Linked DNA regions of Triticum aestivum: region 1 is linked to region 2. A link is a contact called in public Hi-C data. All regions are on one chromosome and are shown on one strand. The core of a region is the stretch at or near the end of the contact, and the rest is flanking DNA. Distances in the headings are between cores, read along the strand shown.

What was found. Hi-C and Micro-C count contacts between places; a contact is called where the count stands out from the background.
Region 1: a contact with region 2 is called in a Hi-C map of leaf, with 4 times the contacts expected there. The contact joins the promoter of LOC123181212 here to the promoter of LOC123181209 in region 2. A contact is called at or near these places in 2 of 5 Hi-C or Micro-C datasets (both in leaf).

Annotation. Positions count from the first base shown.
Region 1 is chr1D:239,765,422-239,768,550 of IWGSC CS RefSeq v2.1, reverse strand. It overlaps LOC123181212 (thylakoid lumenal 17.4 kDa protein, chloroplastic), which reads left to right and starts at 1,610. Exons shown (of 3, transcript XM_044593470.1): 1 at 1,610-1,933. The coding sequence starts at 1,718.
Region 2 is chr1D:239,420,330-239,423,296 of IWGSC CS RefSeq v2.1, reverse strand. LOC123181209 (glutamyl-tRNA reductase 1, chloroplastic) reads right to left here and starts at 1,704. Exons shown (of 3, transcript XM_044593468.1): 1 at 1,159-1,704. The coding sequence starts at 1,372.

The DNA of each region.
Region 1 (3,129 bases), core at 361-2,860, 350 kb before region 2:
AGTAAACATAACCATCTTTCATTAACGAGCTAGTCAAGTAGAGGCATACTAGGAACACTCTGTTTTGTCTATGTATTCACACATGTACTAAGTTTCCGGTTAATACAATTCTAGCATGAATAATAAACATTTATCATGATATAAGGAAATATAAATAACAACTTTATTATTGCCTCTAGGGCATATTTTCTTCGCCCATTTCGTCCGCCGCCGTCCGTTTGGGTCGGCGCAGACAGAAAAGTCGGCCCAACGCGCCGACCCAAACGGACGCGCGTCCGCTTTCGTTCGCCTGCCGACCCATTCCCGAGCCATTTTTGAGCCGGATCTGCGTCGCCGCGGACACAAGACGGACGCGAGCGCGCTCGCCCTCTCTCCTCCCCGGGACCGCTGGTCGGTGGCACACCCTCGCCCGCCTGCTTCGTTGCCGACGCCGCCGGCCATTTTTTCGGATAGAAAAAGGATACATAGATAGTTTTAGCATAGACAGATCAAAGAAAAGATCAACTACTCGTCGTTTTCCGACTCCGACTCGGGAATGTCCTCCTTCGATGTCTGAATGTAGGCGTCAGCATACCGCTCGTCCTCGGAGTCCCAGGACGACGCTTCTCCTAGCTTCATGTTCAATTGAGCGGCCTGCTTCCGCGCACGCTTGTCCTCCCATAGGCGGCTCGCTCCGTCCTTCTCTCCTCCCTCTCCGTCCTCCTTTGCTTGTAGAATTGGCGCTCGCCGACGATGTCCTGCGGGACGTTCACACCACACCGCCATGGCTTCCACGTCCATCTCGTCAATGGCGAGGCGACGCTGCCGCCTCCGGTGGTCACGACGATCCTCGTTGGTGAAAAGCCGTGGGAGAGGCGTGAGATCATGCGCCCGCTGGCTCGTCGACACGTCGGGAAAATTCATCTCCCGACGAGGCTGCAGGAGGCGCCACGCCGCCGCGTCGTACGTGCGGGCCGCCTCCTCAGCGGTGTCGAAGGTGCCGAGAATGAGGCGTTTCTCGCCAAACCAGATCTCGGAGGAGAAGGCGCCGGAGCGGCGCTCGCGGACTCCACGTAGTCCGAAGCGCCCAGGCAGCGCATCGACATGGTGACGCAGAGGCGGCGAGGCTAGTGAGAGGGGGCGAGACGAGTGGGCGGCGGACAGAGTATGAAGGTAGCGCCTTCTTAATAACGAGCGCCGGCCACGGCGCGCCAAAACCAGCGCGCTGGAGCGCTAAAACCAACGCGCCGATTTCCCCCCACGCGCTGGAGCGCTAAAACCAGGGCGACGATATGGCCGCTGGCATGATCTATATGCGCGCGGTCATGAAATGGATCGACGAATTGGGCGCACTGCCGGTCTAAATCTAAAAGGGAACTAACACCGGGCAGGCGGCCGACCCAAACGCGTCCGTTTGGGACGGCCGTTGGAAGAACGAATCGGACGGGTGACGACCGAAATCAGTCGGTAGATTTGTGGCAGCCGCCTGTTCGATCAGTTTCTTAAACTACTGTTGGCCATTTTTACCAGTCTCGCCGGTCACGTGGGCCCGTGGTCGTCAAGCGGACGAGAGACGAAACCGGGATAAGCCTTGGGAGGATAAGAAAGTCTATGATCCCTTCTATCTCCCCCCTTCCCCGTCACCACGCCGCGCGCGCCGCACACGTACGTACAGACCCACCACCCCCTCTCTCTTCTCCTCTCAGCCACGCACCCGCTCTCCCCGCATTGCATTGACATGGTCTCGTCTTGCCTCGCCTCGCCGGCCACCGCGCGCGGCGGGTCTGCTCCACGTCTGCAGCTTCAGCCGAGGGGGTGCCGCGTGACGTGCTTGGCCGACGCGGGGGGAGCCGGGAGCGGCGGCCGCGCCAAGGCCGTGGGAGGGTTCGCGTGCGGCTTGCTCGCAGCCTGGGCCGTCGCGTCAGCCCCCAGCCCGGTCATCGCCGCCGGCCAGGTTGGTGGTTTCCTCCGTCTCCACCACGGGCATTGTGCGATTCGAATCATCTCCTTATTTATTGAGAGGAAATTTGTAGAACCCGACGACCGCTAGTCGCTGGCGCAAATAGACTCGCGTCGCGTTTTCCTAGGATTTGGTGGCAGATTAGGGGAAGTCGCCATTTCAGATGGAATTTTGATCTCTCTAAAATGATACCACCTTGGCTTATGCTCAAATTCCATAGTGGGAAATTTATTAGGTTTCACTTTTATTAGGACAATTGCTTTCTAAATACTGGGTTTAATTATCCATACAAATGGTACTCTTGAACAACTGTTGGAGGTTAGCGAAAGAATAGTGATAGTCTGAAGAGAAAATGGTATTGGTTTTGGAGAAAATAATAGTGGTTTAATTAACCTGAAGGTGAAGGCTTAAATAATTTTGAGTACTTTTTAGAAGGGAGGCTTAAGACGATCCCGACTTTTGATTAACGAAGCCATCAACCAGCCAGGGATTACACAGCACCAAGCAACATCGGCTGAAAGATACTCCCTACGTCTGGAAATACTTGTCGGAGAAATGAATGTATCTAGACGCATTTTAGTTCTAAATACATCCATTTTTACCCATTTCTACGAAAAGTATTTCCGGACGGAGGGAGTACAAGGGAGCTGACTGATCAGCTTAGAGCACAACACACACTACAAACAAACGAAGAAAAAACAGAGAGAGCACTGCGAGTAATGTCAAAGCCCGCTGCACTTTGGCACCAAAGAACAGATAAAAGCAGAAGAAGCTTCAAGGATCAGCTTGCAGTCTGAAAGAATTGTCTACAAGCCAGATTCATGGGACTGAAAACACCCAATCCAACAACTGCCTTCTCTATCGCCGAAGAGGAACCCCATCCCCTCGCCTAGGATCGAAGGCGCCGCACTGTCGGACCGTAGAGGCGCTCAACCAAGAGCTAGAACAGATGCTGGCCTTGAATCTAGAGCAGCCATTGTGCACAGCCATCTTCCGTGGGAAGCGCATGCACGCGTGCGCACACAGATACACACACCAGCCGCATCGCCGCCGCCCCTGGTCGACCGAAAACATAGGGAAAGCCACTGGGAAGAATCGTCAAAGAATGAAGCTGCAGAATCACATAGGCGCAGCTAGGAATATCTGAGTATTGAGGCACAGACGCACAGACCGCAGAACAAAGCTCAGGC
Region 2 (2,967 bases), core at 455-2,954:
GACGATAGTCGGACGGAGGTAAATAGGAAGTTAGAGTTATGGAGACAAACCTTGGAATCGAAAGGGTTTAGGCTTAGTAGAACTAAAACCGAGTACATGATGTGCGGTTTCAGTGCTACGAGGTGTGAGGAGGAGGAGGTTAGCCTTGATGGGCAGGTGGTGCCTCAGAAGGACACCTTTCGATATTTGGGGTCAATGTTGCAGCAGGATGGGTATTGATGAAGATGTGAACCATCAAATCAAAGTCGTATGGATGAAGTGGCGCCAAGCTTCTGGCATTCTCTGTGACAAGAGAGTGCCACAAAAGCTAAAAGGTAAGTTCTACAAGACGGCGGTTCGACCCGCAATGTTCTATGGTGCTGAGTGTTGGCCGACTAAAAGGCGACATGTTCAACAGTTAGGTGTGGCGGAGATGCGTAAGTTGAGATGGATGTGTGGCCACATGAGGAAGGATCGAGTCCGGAATGACAATATACGAGATAAGAATTGGGGTAGCACCAATTTTGAGAGAATCTTGTCCAACATTGTCTGAGATGGTTTGGGCATATTCAGCGCAGGCCTCCAGAAGCTCCAGTGCATAGCAGACAGCTAAGGCGTGCGGAGAATGGCAAGAGAGGTTGGGGTAGATCGAATTTAACATGGGAGGAGTCCGTTAAGAGAGACCTGAAGGATTGGAGTATCACCAAAAAACTAGTTATGGACAGGGGTGCGTGGAAGCTTGCTATCCATGTGCCAGAGCAATGAGTTGGTCGCGAGATCTTATGGGTTTCGCCTCTAGCCTACCCCAACTTGTTTGGGACTAAAGGATTTGTTGTTGTTGTTGTATCGTCCTCCTAGTACAATTGTCTCTTATTCCGTAATGAGGTGTGAACACAACTAATTAGTAACGACAGATCAATAATCTGCAAAAATCCTACATGTGCGCACACCAATCAAAGCAAAACTGGGGGAGAACAATGCAGTTCTCTTTTCTAACTCTCCAAGGACTACCCACGAATTGGCACATACTGCACCAAAACTTGAGCCAGCTTCGGTTGCAAGCACACAGAGATCCCCTAATTCGCGCACCACCAAACCAAACCTGCACAACCTTTTACATCGCAGGGCTAGAGGAAGCGAACCAAGGGCGGCAAATTCGAGGAGGAGGAAGGGACTCACGGTCGGCGGAGATCTTGAACTGCTCGAGCGCGGTGATGCTGGCCAACTTGGACGCCGCCTGGGCATCCCCACCGGCGTCGCAGCGCACGACCCCGGACCGCCTCCGGCCGCCGGCGGCGACGACCCAGGGGCACGCGGCGGAGGACCCCCGGGCCTTGGCGCCGGCAGCGAATGCGCCCGCGGCGGCCGTGGCTGACGTCGCTCCCGCCATCATCGAGCAGACCCAACAACAACAAGAGCAGCAGCGGCCTTTCCCCCTCCTCAGCCCGGCCCACGAACCGTACGTAGGTAGATAGAAGATAGATACAAAACCGGAGAGAGACGAGAGAGCGCGGAGAGATCCTTATACGGCCGCTTCTCCCACCCTCCCCCTCTCTCCACCACCGGCCGGTGCGCGCCTTCTCCGAGGGAGGATGAGCCACCGCGTCTGCGAGGGAGAAGGAGAGGAGGGAGTCTGGCAGCTGCGCACCGGAGGTTAAGGGGGGAGGTGGCGTGCGGGGCCCGCGGGCAGTGGGAGCGGGCCGGGCGAGGCCTCGGGGTCGGGACGAATTTTCTAATGCGCGCGCGTGTTGGGTTCGGTGTGGGTGCGGGTTGGGTTGGGTTCGTAAGCCACATGCGTCGTGGAAGAGAATCCGGGAGGGGATGAGGGGCGTGTGCTGGCCTCCGCCTGCTGATTGGCTGCGGCACTATCCGCTCCCCTTATCGCTGCCGCATCCTTTGACGCCGCGGCGGATTGCTGGCGATGGAGATGGAGGGCTCCGCTCTCTCGTCAGTGGGGACACGGCGGATTCCTGGCGGGGTGGTGGTCGTGGTGGGCACACACACGGGTTCGCATGGCCGCCTCAAGCCCGCACCTGCGGGGTGATGGCCGAGCGTGTCGACGTGCTGGCCACACTCCAACCCCGGCGGTCACGATCCTGTGCGGCATATTCGGCGCCTCGCCTCGTCGGGTCCCCCGTATGGACCTGCATGCGGCTGTGTCGTCTACCCCTGCTCGTTTGTGGTGTGTGAATAGAGAGCTCCCGGTGACTGCAACTGACCATGCTTTTTTTTTTGAACATGCAAAGGCGCCTATGGCGCCAATTCATTAATTCATTCATACTGCAAACAGTTTACATTGAGAATTACAATTCCTTGTAATTGCATGTCTAAACACAATAATTTTAAAGGGCAACTGTCCTGAAGATGATCTGTATTATTACAAGAGAAATTAACTTGCTGATCTGTTATGTGGGTGAGTGCTATCTGAGCTAAATCATGTGCCTCTATGTTATTGAATCTTGAGATGTGAAAAACCTGAACTGAAGATGCATTTGTTGCTGCACAAAATTCTGCAAGTAATCCTCTAGCCTCCCAATGTCCTGGATCTGTTCTCGTCGATCTTGCAGCAGCTGCTTTCGCTAGCGATAAATTATCTGTGAGGAAGGTCGCATCTTTTATTTGCAACCTGACAAGTATGTTGGCTGCAAGTACTAAAGCTTGTGCTTCCGCTTGTATGGCTGATTCTGCATGATTGCCTGTAGCATATATTTGGACCTTCAGTTTTCTGCTTCCTTGATTTATGTGCATATAAACTCCCAGTCCAGTTCTTGTGTTGCTGGCATGTTGAACCTGATTCTTCCATTCCGCATCTGTGAAAATCCTATTTGTTGTTGTTATCTTTAATAAATCTACTGTTGTCCCTTGTGTATATGTACCTGTTATTTGCAATCCTTGATTCTCCTCCTTCTTATGTGATTGTTCCTGTATTTCCACTTCCTGTAACATGCAATTCGCTATGGCCTGAGCTGCATAAAAAATTTGTAGAAG